2 separate regions of the Mus musculus genome follow, and region 1 is linked to region 2. The links are chromatin contacts, called in public promoter capture Hi-C maps. All regions are on one chromosome and are shown on one strand. Each heading gives the region's core, a stretch centred on a gene start, on an enhancer-like site or on the middle of the called end of the contact. The rest is flanking DNA. Distances are from core to core; before and after follow the strand shown. Region 1 holds the start of Ttc17 (tetratricopeptide repeat domain 17). Region 2 holds the start of Dnajc10 (DnaJ heat shock protein family (Hsp40) member C10).

Evidence for each region. Promoter capture Hi-C pulls out the DNA fragments that hold promoters and counts their contacts.
Region 1: a contact with region 2 is called in a promoter capture Hi-C map of pre-B cells, with 3 times the contacts expected there. The contact joins the promoter of Ttc17 here to the promoter of Dnajc10 in region 2. A contact is called at or near these places in 3 of 39 promoter capture datasets (the HPC-7 cell line, cranial neural crest and pre-B cells).

Annotation. Positions count from the first base shown.
Region 1 is chr2:94,401,735-94,408,013 of GRCm38.p6, forward strand. Ttc17 (tetratricopeptide repeat domain 17) reads right to left here and starts at 4,955. Exons shown (of 25, transcript NM_183106.2): 1 at 4,773-4,955. The coding sequence starts at 4,931. It overlaps 2810002D19Rik (RIKEN cDNA 2810002D19 gene), which reads left to right and starts at 4,973. Exons shown (of 2, transcript NR_027831.1): 1 at 4,973-5,232.
Region 2 is chr2:80,313,708-80,319,373 of GRCm38.p6, forward strand. Dnajc10 (DnaJ heat shock protein family (Hsp40) member C10) reads left to right here and starts at 1,759. Exons shown (of 23, transcript NM_024181.2): 1 at 1,759-2,098; 2 at 3,542-3,892; 3 at 5,453-5,615. The coding sequence starts at 3,689.

The sequences.
Region 1 (6,279 bases), core at 3,705-6,204, about 14 Mb after region 2:
AACAGTGATTCTTACTGAAAGCTGAGCCCTCCATTTCTGAAGAGAGGATCCAGAGGCACTGTACTTGGTGCCAGAAGCCTACACACTAATAGCTGCAAGATTCCAAGAGTTCATCTGATAAGAGATGATACAGCCAGGCATTATAAAGTTCAAAGTCATCCTACATAGTGAGTCTGAAGTTAGCTTGAGATACATGAGAACCTTTCCAAAACAAACAAACAAACAAACAAACAAACAAACAGAAATGAGAACAAACACCCCCCCCCCCCCCCAATCAAAACCAAAAACCAACCAACCAAACAGAAAACCTAAAGAAACAGAATGCTAGCGAGTACTGAGGGTTGCAGGCTAATTCCAAAATTTACTTAACCTCAGCAGCAAGCGAATTAGCAGGTACTTTGGAAACAAACAAACAAACACTACCCGGTCCTGTTGGGCATTCCTATAATCTTAACACTTGACAGGTGGTGACCGAATGCTCAAGAAGTTCAAGGCCAGCCTCGGTTACATAGCAACTGAGGAAAGCCTAGGCTGCACGAAAGCATCCCTTGGCAAAGCATGCTTGCTGAGTGACTTTCAGTAACCCTTGCCTAAAGACGTGATAAACCACGTGGAATTGACAAAAGGCCAAAGTCCCATGGCCTGTCCCTCAGTAGGTTAGAAGTGGATGTGAACTTGGTTGTAGTCTGATGGTGATGTGATTATATTTAAATTAAAAATAAAAATATTTGAAAATATTGTCTAGAAGCTTATTCTTTACAAATCCAACCAGCAACACCTTAGCTCTGATTATGAGGAAGCTTCCTACCAGACTATTCAGAAGTGTGTGTGTGTGTTGTGTGTGTGTGTTTAGAGACAGAGAGAGTCTCATGTAGCCCAGACTGGCCATAACTTTGCTATATGTACATGTATATGAATATGTATATAGTCAAGTATAACAACTACTCACCTTCCTGCCTCCACATTCTGAGTGCTGGGATTACAGACACGCAACACTAAACTGAAGCCCCATTTCAACACCAAGGATGATGTAAGGGTTTCTTGGCCTAATTACACAGCAGAGCCTCATGCTAACTGGTTAATAACACACAGTCATCTAGTTCACAGACTGACTCCAAGCTAAGGACCCTTCCTTGTATAAAGTGAGATAGAAGTTGGGATCACTAGTTTTGACAGTTGAACTCAATCTAGAACCACTGGGGAGTCTCCATAAGGGATTATCTAGATTAAATTAGCCAGTGGGCATGGCATGTCTTGATGTTGTTAACTGAGATGGGAAGACCCATCCACTGTGGGCAGCACTATTCCCTGGGTTTGGGGCCTGGACTGTATAAAAGTGGAGAAAGTGAGCTGAGCACGGGTATATGCGTGCTACCTCGTGCTCTTTCTAACTGTAATGTGAGTAGCTGCTTCAAACTGGCGGCTCTAAGTTCCTGCTCCCCTCACCTCTCCCCACTTGCCTATGATGTAACTTGGAATGGTAAGCTAAATGAACCTTTCCCTCTTAAGGTGTCTTTGTCAGGGTATCTTAGCACAGCAACAGGAAAGAAAATGAAGACAGATGGTCTTTCTGATTTCCTGGTATGGGGAGAGTGGAGGTAATGAATTATAAAGAGGTATTCCAGAACCGAAAGCTGAGAAAAAGCTCGCAATTGTAGACAGCCTTTTTCTTAACCTTTCTCTGTCTATGGTGGGAAAGAAACATAGAAAATGTTTTCTTTCTTCCCACTCCGGCTCCAGGACTCCCTAGACAGCATTCTTGGGAATTCAGTGGTAGGAGGGATGTTTCTTAGCTGAGGCAGGAGCCATGGAAAGAAACTCTGATTTTCCAAGGCATGCACTGGACACCTGCTGTTGCCAGCAGCAACTCCAGCTTTGAATGCAAAGAAGCTGCCTGCAGGAATAGAGATCAGTCTGAAAGAAGCCCCTGCAGAACCCACCTAAGGTCAGAGGGTTTCTAAGTTTGCATATTCACAAGCCTGAAGTCTAGAACCAGTGTGACTACCTTTAGGGTCTGCTAAGGCTTGTGGTACAAAAACCCAACGAATATGCACTTGTCCTGGTAAAGATTCCATGCTGTACTTTCACTATAATAGTGGAAATGCCCCTATTTAAATGTGCACTTTGGGCAATTTTGATTTTTTTTTTTTCTCTGAAAGACAGTATCTCACTATGTAGCGCTGACTGGACTGGAAGTTGCTATGTAAGTAAGCCATGTTGGCTGGCTTCAAGCTCAGAGAGTCACCTGTTTCTGTCCCCTCAGTGCTGGGATTAAAGTTGTGTGTCACCACAGTTGTCTCTAATTCTCACTTTTAATTCATATAAGTATTTCCATATTTGCTGTGGAAAATGATGCAGTATGCTGTGGAAAATCATGACACATATAATTTTTAAAAGTTTTAGAATTCAAATGATTAGAAAGACATTTATCAGTCTAATGTTCTACTGAAGTTTGTCCACAGATCCTCCTTGCTGTTAGGGTATTTTAAAAATGGAACCATACTTCTTTTCTTAATCAAGTAACAGAACCAAGAACCAAGCAGCAGAAATTAAGATACTAATTCGATATTAGTCCAATCCTAACTATGGTTCCAAATTTACAAACAGAACTACGGTATCCACAAACTGACGTACTAATGAGTACCCTAATGTGACCACTGACTGCAATCTAAACAATGTTTATTAGATTTTGCCCAAATTCCATTTATTGCCAGGAAAGGACACAGGAGTTATGCAGTTACTGGAGTCCAACTCAAATGCTGCCCACCTTATCCAATTCCTATTTTATTCATTTGTACCTGTCTCCTCTTAGATTAACACCACCACTTTACTTCTAACACCCTTCCCCCGCCAGTTGTTACACATTGGCATCAACTTTATTTGTTATAGAGTAAAAGTTCATGGCTGCCAGAACCCAGTGCTGCAACTGTTAACGTGCAATGAAGAACTGGAAAAAGTCAATGGGAAGGGCTGTTATAAAAAAGGGTGTGCTTTCTTATCTTTAAGTCTAATTACTTACTGAAGAGAGAACTTGGCAGAGATTCAGAAGATCTGGCAAGGTACTAATACCCATATATTCCCCTCTAAGATGTAGATCCAATATGTAAAAGAAGGCATTTTTTTTTTTTAAAGAACAAAAACAAATCCGATCTTACCTTCCCACTGTAATATTCAACATATAAATGATCCATTTCCGTTAATTAACCTTCACTTTTCAGATGGATTTCTTTTCCGGCTGAGTGGCAGGCCACCAAAATGGGAAGGAGAAGTCAATGTCATCGAGTATAAATAGCTGTGGCCAGAAACAATATAGCGAAGGAGCCAATGGGAGAAGGGCTCCCCAAATTGCAGCATAAGTGACTGAATTCAATGCCTCCCTTCACGCGGACCTCAGCAAACCACCAACAGCAATCAAAAGATGAAAACAGGGATGGTGCAGGATTTCCAATCTTACGTTGGAAAGGCAGCCTTACTGTATTTTTCTAGGGGTTCTGACATTTTTAAACTCTCAGTTGGAGGCTAATGAAAATTAACTTGGATCTTGAACTTAATATCCATGAAAAAGAAATCCTTTAAATCGGGAGTTTGATATAAATACACTCGAGGAAAGAGTACACTGGAAACACAAAGTGTGGGCATTTTAAAAATTTTGTTTAGGTTTGCTGCATTGTGAAATGTCTCATCTTAAATATAAACCATGCGATGTGTTTCTACAGTTAATCAAAAGGATCAGTTTCTCTCTCTCGCCTTTGGTTAAAACATGAGTCAGTATGCTTAAATTGCAAGGGGTACACACTTCACTTTTTAAATGGCTCCTGGACATTTCCTGATTGTTGTCAAGCGCTGGAAGTCATTAAGTTTACAAGATTCTGTGGTGAAGCACGCGCGCGAGCACGCGCGCACACACACACACACACACACACACACACACACACGCACACACACACACACACACACACGCAGTCCTTAAAGCATCAGCAGTATGAAAGCAAATGCAGATGCAGGCATCAGAAAGTTATATAAGAAAAGCGGTCACTCCTCTGAGAAATCAGTTCAAGCATAGGTAATCTAGTAAACTGCAAATGCTGAGTGCCGGGCTGGGTCAAAGGAACTAGGAAGCAATGTAAAATACACCGGGAAATGAGGGCACTTAAGAACTGAATGATGCGGGCACCGCCACCAGAGGCATGCATCTTCTGGCATTCCTTCAGAAGGAGCAAGAATGGGTTGTCTTTAAAGAGCCCCTAATGACCTGGCTAACGGCACAGCCTCAAACCACCACATCGCGAAACAAATCCCATCAGTGGGAGACAAGGCTGGAGGAGGCGCATTAAAAGATCCATCCATTCACTAATGCCACCCTGGCTGTCACCGGCCTGGGACGCGCACACTCCCCGGCACTGCCACCTGCTTTCTACTTCCTCGGGGAGAGGTGGTGGCGCGCGGGTCCTGGTCCAGCGGCTCCAAAGGCAGAACTAATGATGAATCCGTGACTCCTAACCCGGGAGCTCAAGTCTCAGCTCCCCGGGGTCGGTTCCGGGACGGCGCGCGGCCCCAAGGTGGAAGGCTGAGAAGTTCCCCACGGCGGAGCCGGGGCGAGGGGACCAGAGGGGAGGGGGCGGCGCCAGGTCGGAGCGCAGGAAGCCTCGGCCCGTGGGCCGGGACCGTGGGAAGCCAAGCTGGGGGCGGGGCCGCGCGGAGCCACCCAGGGGCCCGGCTCCGGGATTCCCCCTGATCGGGCGCGGGCAGAGAGGGGGCACCCTGGCCGCTACCTGCTGTTGGATCTTCCCGTCCTCCGTGACGACCCAGTGCGTAGTGGCCAAGGCCCCTCGAGCCACCACGCTCAGCAAAGCGGAAAGGCTGAGAAGCCAACCCGGGCCGGAGCGAGGTAGCAGCTCGAACCGGCCGCGGACCCCTATTGCCGCCGCCATCTTGCCCCCCCGGCCGGGCTGCTCACACCGGAAGCGGAAGCGACTCCTTGCGGTCCGCCATCTTGGGGAGGTCGCCTCTGGAACTGGAGGAGGAGCCCGCGGAGTGCCTCGGAGACGATACCGGTCCCTTTACTCTCGGTCGGGGAAGCCGGTCCTGCCACACCTCAGGGCTGGAAACGGCTTTCTAGTTATCGTTTTTCTGGAGGCTATAAGATCCCCAAGCGTGGGAATCGGAGGGGAGATAATAAAACTAGGTGGAGCTTGAGCAGAAGTGAGAAGACGGTGAAGGTCTTTTTAAAAAGTAAGTATTGTTTCTGGTAGGGCAATAAAAGTTATACTTTTCAACTATCTGAGAGAGGCTTTTTTTTTTTTTTTTAATAAGTCTCGTAATGGAGTGTTAAGCGGCGCAGTCGTACTGTGTAATGCATGTCACACATCGAATTAAAAAAATAGCTCGTTATCAAATACAAAATATCAGCTCATTACAAGTTATGTATATGTGATCGGCATACTTTTTCTTCCGAAATTTAGAAAGCGATGTGTCCTTACAGACCACTTACATCCAGTGTGGCCAGATTTTTGGGTCTTACAGCAGCAGCACCACGTGTCTTGTGGACTTTGGTGGGCAGCTCTAGTCTAAGTTAAAGACCTAGGTGTAGAACCCAGATAGTGGCATCTCCGGGGAGGGGACTGTATTAAATATGTAAGCACTGCGGCTTCCCTTCCCCGAGGGTAGACTCAGCCATTATGAGTATGTTTTAAAGAAGTCTCAGGTGATTGATTTGCATATTGAAACTTAAGAGGCGCACTACCAACAGGTACAGTAGCTGTTAACCAGCTTAGGTTCCAGGCTCTGCCAATGTATGTTATTATAGGTATTTCAGGTCGGCCTACTAGTATGGTGGGCGTATCATCTTGTAACAAAGCTGTTATGCTTTTTTTTTTTTCTGTTGAGAAAAAAAAAAATTGTGCCCTGCCACCTACATAGATGTGTTGCAGGAAACAAATGTCTGCCTCATGTTATGGGAACAGAGACTGTGCTATGGCATTGTAATTCTTCTGAGAGCAGTTTGGTTTTGTTGATTTTGTTTGTTTTGTTTTTGAAATGAAGTCCCATTTGCAGCCTGAATTGCCTGGAATTTATTTAGCCCAGGCAGGCCTTTAAGTCCACCTGTGTCAACCACCTGATGCTGGATACAGGCATGAACCATCAGGCCCAGCTCACTAGGCAGCTTTTCTTAAAAGTACCCGTGTAATGAACATTCGTTTTATTAAAAAGGTATATCTTGGGGCTGGAGAGATGGCTTGGGGCTACAAAGATGGCTCAGGGCTGAAGAGCACTTCCTGC
Region 2 (5,666 bases), core at 509-3,008:
AAAATAGCTCCTTACTAGATCCTCATACTGGGAAGTCTTACTGATAATTGGAAAAACCGGAATCTGACATTTGTGGACTAGACACTGATAATGTGTTCACAGAAACTTCCCATATTCGAAGGTTGTACTTTTAAAAGAAAGCATCCCATCTGTGAAAAAAACACACACTAGTTTTGGGGGGTGGGGGGGGTCATGGGAGAAGTCAACTTACTCCCAAACTTTTGAGAAAAACAATTTTTTTGTACTACAACATTTAATTCCTTGTAACTTTAAGATCATTTCAAATTAAGCAAAGTCATCCTTACATAAAACATTTCATCACTTAAAACTCTTCTTCAGCTTCCCATTGAAAAGGGGGAGGACTTTTAAGTTTATTTTTAAAGATTTGTTTATTTTTATGCACATTGGTGTTCTGCCTACATGTCTGTGCAAGAGTGCCAGAGCCTCTGGAACTGCTGTTACAGATAGTTGTGGGCTGCCATGTGGGTGTTGGGAATTGAACTCTGTCTTCTGGAAGAGCAGCCAGTAATCTTAACCACTGAGCCATAAAACCTCTTAAAATGAGCTGAAAGCTGTTGGATGGTCGTTTCTACCTTTTGGTCTTACTGTGATCTGTGTTTCATATTTTTTCCTTCCTAATTACAGATATATTTGAATAACTAACAGGCTAATGTGTCCCTCTATCATCCAATTTATTAGGAGCAGAAAGTCTTTGCTCTTGTTACCCACCAGTACATATCCCAGAGAAGAGAAAATGTTTTACACACTGCTTTAAATTACTTGTGGCATGCTGCCTGTGTGTCTGTGTTTTCTCTGCTTTTCCTTTCCTAAGCATCTCCTTTGAATCCTCCCTTCAGGAGTTGCAAACTATGTAAGATGCAACTCCAGTCCTTTACAATAAAGCTTTAAGAAGCTTCCTTACCATCTAAAAATATAAGTTGAAATGTATTCACTATGGTAACAAAAACCTATTAGTTTCCACTTGATTCTTCAGTTCTCTGTTTTGCTTTTAGATTTTTTTCTAAGGAGTTTTGGATCACCGTGGCATAATGAACTAGGTTGTTTAAGTGTTAATCTTATTTTCCTCAATTTTTAGTTACCCATTTATTTTCCATTTTGACATGTGTATGATAATCAGCTGTATCTCCCGAGAATATTTTAGGGCTGAGTTAACGCGTGTGTACTTCGGCCAGTTCCTGGTACAGGTTAACAGCTGCTACTTCAGGCTCTTTCTGATATTTCTGCCTTTGTTCGTTATACTTCCGCTTCTTTCCTACAATATGTTGGTTTAGCAACAGGTCCTACAGCCATAAAATTATTAACTGACATCTGGTTAACTACCCAAAGACTCACTATCAATTTCTACTTATTTCAAATCACTACCACCAGCTTCCATCACTTCCTCTTTCAGGGACTTTAATGTGTCTACTTCAACGGTCAAAGTGTCATGACTCAAACACTGCAGTTTCTGTAACAAATCCAGTAAAGGAGAGGATCAGAAGGCAGATTCACAAATCCAGAAATCCTGTAGAACGCTTCATATTTGTTGATACATAAAAGTTGTAAACAATTTTATTTCTAGAAAACTTTAATTATTCTGTCCGGTCCCTGGCAACGGGGTCAATTCAGACAAGTTCTCCACTTTCTGCCAAATCTGCCCTTTCAAGGATACCCACCCTTTAACCAAACCTCCAGAGAGCCGGATCTCTCCACCCGGGTTTTCCCGTCGCCCTGGCAACGGGACCGGAAAAGGCGGGCTTCACACCCTTCCTTCCGCCAGCGGTTGACTACGGCCGCAAGATGCCTGTGGGCCGCGCTGCGGGATGCTTCCCTATCTCTGGCTAGGAGCGGGACCCGCAGCCACCGCCGCAGCCACACAGAAGGCCACGTCAGCCTCGGCGGTCCCACCCGTCCCTCCCTGCTGGCCACCCGTCGGCCTTCGCCCACGCCTTTCCCACAATGCCCCGCGCCAGGCCCCGCCCCGCCGGCGCGACGGGAGCGGCAGAATTGCTGCTGCGCGCGTTCGCAGGCAGCGTCCGGTCCTGCCGGGTCCGGAGCTCGGCGACCTGAGGATGGGGCAGTAGCTGAGGACGCCGAGGTGGGCGCGGGCCGGGCTCCACGCACTGCGGGGGCATCAGGGAGGGAGGACGCCAGACCCATCCCACCGCCTCGGTGCCCCCATTGCGCCGGGTTTTCACGGCCCCCTCCACCCCACCTCTGCGAGCCCCCTTCTGCTCGCACTTTCTAACTCGGGGTCTCTCTCCCTGGTCCGACCTGGGACCTCAAGGCGCACCCTTGCCAGCCCCGTACCCTCTGTCTTTCGCCTCTCCCCGATCCCGCTCTGGAGCGGTGGCAGCATCCCTCATTAACACTGCGTTTACCTGCAGCCTCACTGGCCCCAGGCTGTTCAGTTATTCCCAGGCTTTGCCTGAACCCACCCTAAGCCGAGGGACACCTTATCCCAAAGTCGCCTTTGTTGAGATTTGTTCTTCATTTGTTTTCCTTCCTGATGGTTGTCAGTCTGGGTATTTCTGTTTTACTGTCAGTATATTTTACAAAGGGCTATTAGGGGAGGCGGGTGAAAAAAGGGAGTTAGACGTGAGGTGAGGCCTGTTCCCAGGTAAGGAGAAATACTTAGAAACATATCCGGACTTAAGGGAAGAGAGCTGAAACTGAGGAGGTTAGGGAAGTTAGATCTTTTTTTTTTCCCCCAAAGCATTTGAAGATATTAAAGAGGACTAGTTTAGCTGTAAGGTTAAATGTTAGGGTTTTACCCTCAAGCAATGCCTGGTGCTCTTTGTTTTCCTAGTTTTTACTCCAGACAGGAGCTTTACAGTGAAATTGCATTGATTTGCAATTATTATAAAATATCTTCTCTTGGTGCTAACACTTTAGAGAACTTGTGTGGCCTGCTTTTTTAAGTTATCTATTTTTATACTGATGTTCTTAAACGGTTATGTAAAAAAGTACAACCCTCTTGGAAAAGCTTCATGCTTCCTTGTTTTTCCCTCGAAGGCATTCTCTACAAATGAGATTAGATTTAAAAAAGGAACTTGATAAGCTTTCCAGGCGTGGAAGGAGCTGAAAGGGAGGAGGTATTAGAAAGGGCAGCGTGCTGGGAGAGAAAAGAAATACTGCTGAGTCTTATCCTGGTAGCATCATATTGACCAGAGCCTTTGTGTCTCTGTCCCTGTCTCTCTCAGTATCTCTGTCTCTGTCCCTCCCTCCCTCCCCCATCTCTCTCTCTCTCTCTCTCTCTCTCTCTCTCTCTCTCTTTCTCTCGCATATGTGTGCCTGTGTTTTTCTTGAAAGCTAGCTAGCTACTACTACTCATTACCTTTTTCCTGCTATCAGTGATTTTACAAACATGCCTACCTGAATACAGGGGCAAGGGAGGGTCCTGGAGAATAGGGGTTCAAAGCTATTCACAGGGATGTGACCTTCAGTGTGGAAACTGTATTACTGGCTGTGTCGCTTGACAAATCATGCTATAAATGTTAAGTCTGAAAAGTATTTTAACTGCCTGGTTTGCTCTCTTTAGGTTAACATTTCTGAGCTGTGTTCCCGAGATGCTTGATTGACCCTTGAAGTTATGTGGACAGAGATTCTCACGTGTGTCTATTTTAACCACCGGACCCAGCATTGTATCTTAATGTTCACATAAGTCAGAACTTTCATAAGAAAGAGAATGGGAGTCTGGTTAAACAAAGATGACTTTATCAGAGACTTGAAGAGGATCAGTCTCTGTCTTCTGATACTGTACGTGGTCGTTGTGGTGGGCACAGATCAGAATTTTTACAGTTTACTTGGAGTGTCGAAAACTGCAAGCAGTAGAGAAATAAGACAAGCCTTTAAGAAATTAGCACTGAAGTTACATCCTGATAAAAACCCGGTAGGCAAACTTTCTCTTTTAAATATCGGGATATTTATACTGATGTGCTTAAACGGTTATGTAAAAAAGTACAACCCTCTGGGAAAAGCGGGTTTTCACTCTTTTTAAATCAGTGAAATGCTTAAGCATACTGTCGGAAATTGTAATTTGGGAACTGTAGATGTAATTCAGAAGTAGCGCCCTTACACAGCAGGCACACGACTCAGGGGTTCGATCCCCACCACCTGAAACCCAGTTCATCTGTTAAAGTAAAACCAGGAGAAGCCAAGTACAATGATTTTGTTGGCATCAGATACATAGTTACCTCTTCTCTGTAAACTGATTTACAGCAGAAGTAGAGACACTAACCCCCAAGTCTTGTCTGTGAAGTGGTGTTCACACTCAAGTGGGTGATGAACCCATAGAGACAAATCTGCCCTCAGAATTCAAGTGTCCTGCAGATGTGACAGCAGTCACTAGTCACAGCGTGCTCTAACTTTCTCTCTTGTTCCATGCCCGGCTCCAGCTTCCGACTTAAAAACTTATAAATGAAACCTTGACAGCTCCAAAGGGATTTCCAGTTGTAACTATTTGATTGTCTACCCAAGAATCTTTAAAAACAGATTGATTTTGAATGTTATGGTTTTTTAAAATTTAAAGTTTTTTTTTTCATTAATTTTTAGCTTATCATATGAGAGGACATGATGGAGATAATTTCTGAAGTAGAAATTTATAAATGAAATTATTTTGTTCAATTACATAATAACTACATTATAAACTCTTAGTTAATTATCTTTCCCACAGATCTGTATTATATTTAAATATTTGTTCTTGTTGTTTTACAAGTTTTTGTCTTAAAATTTCCAAGTGTGATTTCCAGAAGCCGAATCTGTGAAACAGTGAAGAAGTTACATTTTTCAGTCCAGTTTGGAATTGCTATCTTGGTATTATTTCTTAATTAATAAACTTGACTCATTAAAAATACACTTGCCGGGCAGTGGTGGCGCATGCCTTTAATCCCAGCACTTGGGAGGCAGTGGCAGGCGGATTTCTGAGTTCGAGGCCAGCCTGGTCTACAGAGTGAGTTCCAGGACAGCTAGGGCTACACAGAGAATCCTGTCTCGTAAAAACCACACAGAAAAAGAAAGAAAAAAGAAAGACAGACAGACAGACAAAACTACACTTTATGTTGAATCTCACCAGAGAACATTACTATTGTTACAGAAGTAACACAGTTTGGAGTAAAGGCTTCAAGGTCCCTTAGGTTTTATTAGTTGCATTTTTTTCTTTCAGCATTTGTTACAAGAGAATTACTGCTCTTTACCCATTGATCTTATTTGGATACTTTATATAGACATGAGAAACTGTGTTGCCGAGACTCACACTTTCCCCATTTGGACACTCTGCTTCCTTAGAAGGACTTCCTTAGTTCTTCTTGATGATTCTTGGTCTGTTGCCTTGCCCTGCTTTTTCTGCTGATATCTAGTATTCAGGGATCGCTGGAATCAATTAAAGCTGTGTTTCTGAAAAGATTCAAATTGTGCATTTGAAGTAACTATTGCATCTAATATTTTTTAACAGAATAACCCAAATGCACATGGTGATTTTTTAAAAATAAATAGAGCATATGAAGTACTCAAAGATGAAGATCTACGGAAAAAGTATGACAAATATGGAGAAAAGGGACTTGAAGATAATCAAGGAGGCCAGTATGAGAGCTGGAGCTACTACCGTTACGATTTCGGTAAGGTGATGTTACTCCTGCAGTCTCAGTTGTCTCCTCCCTCACCCGTGC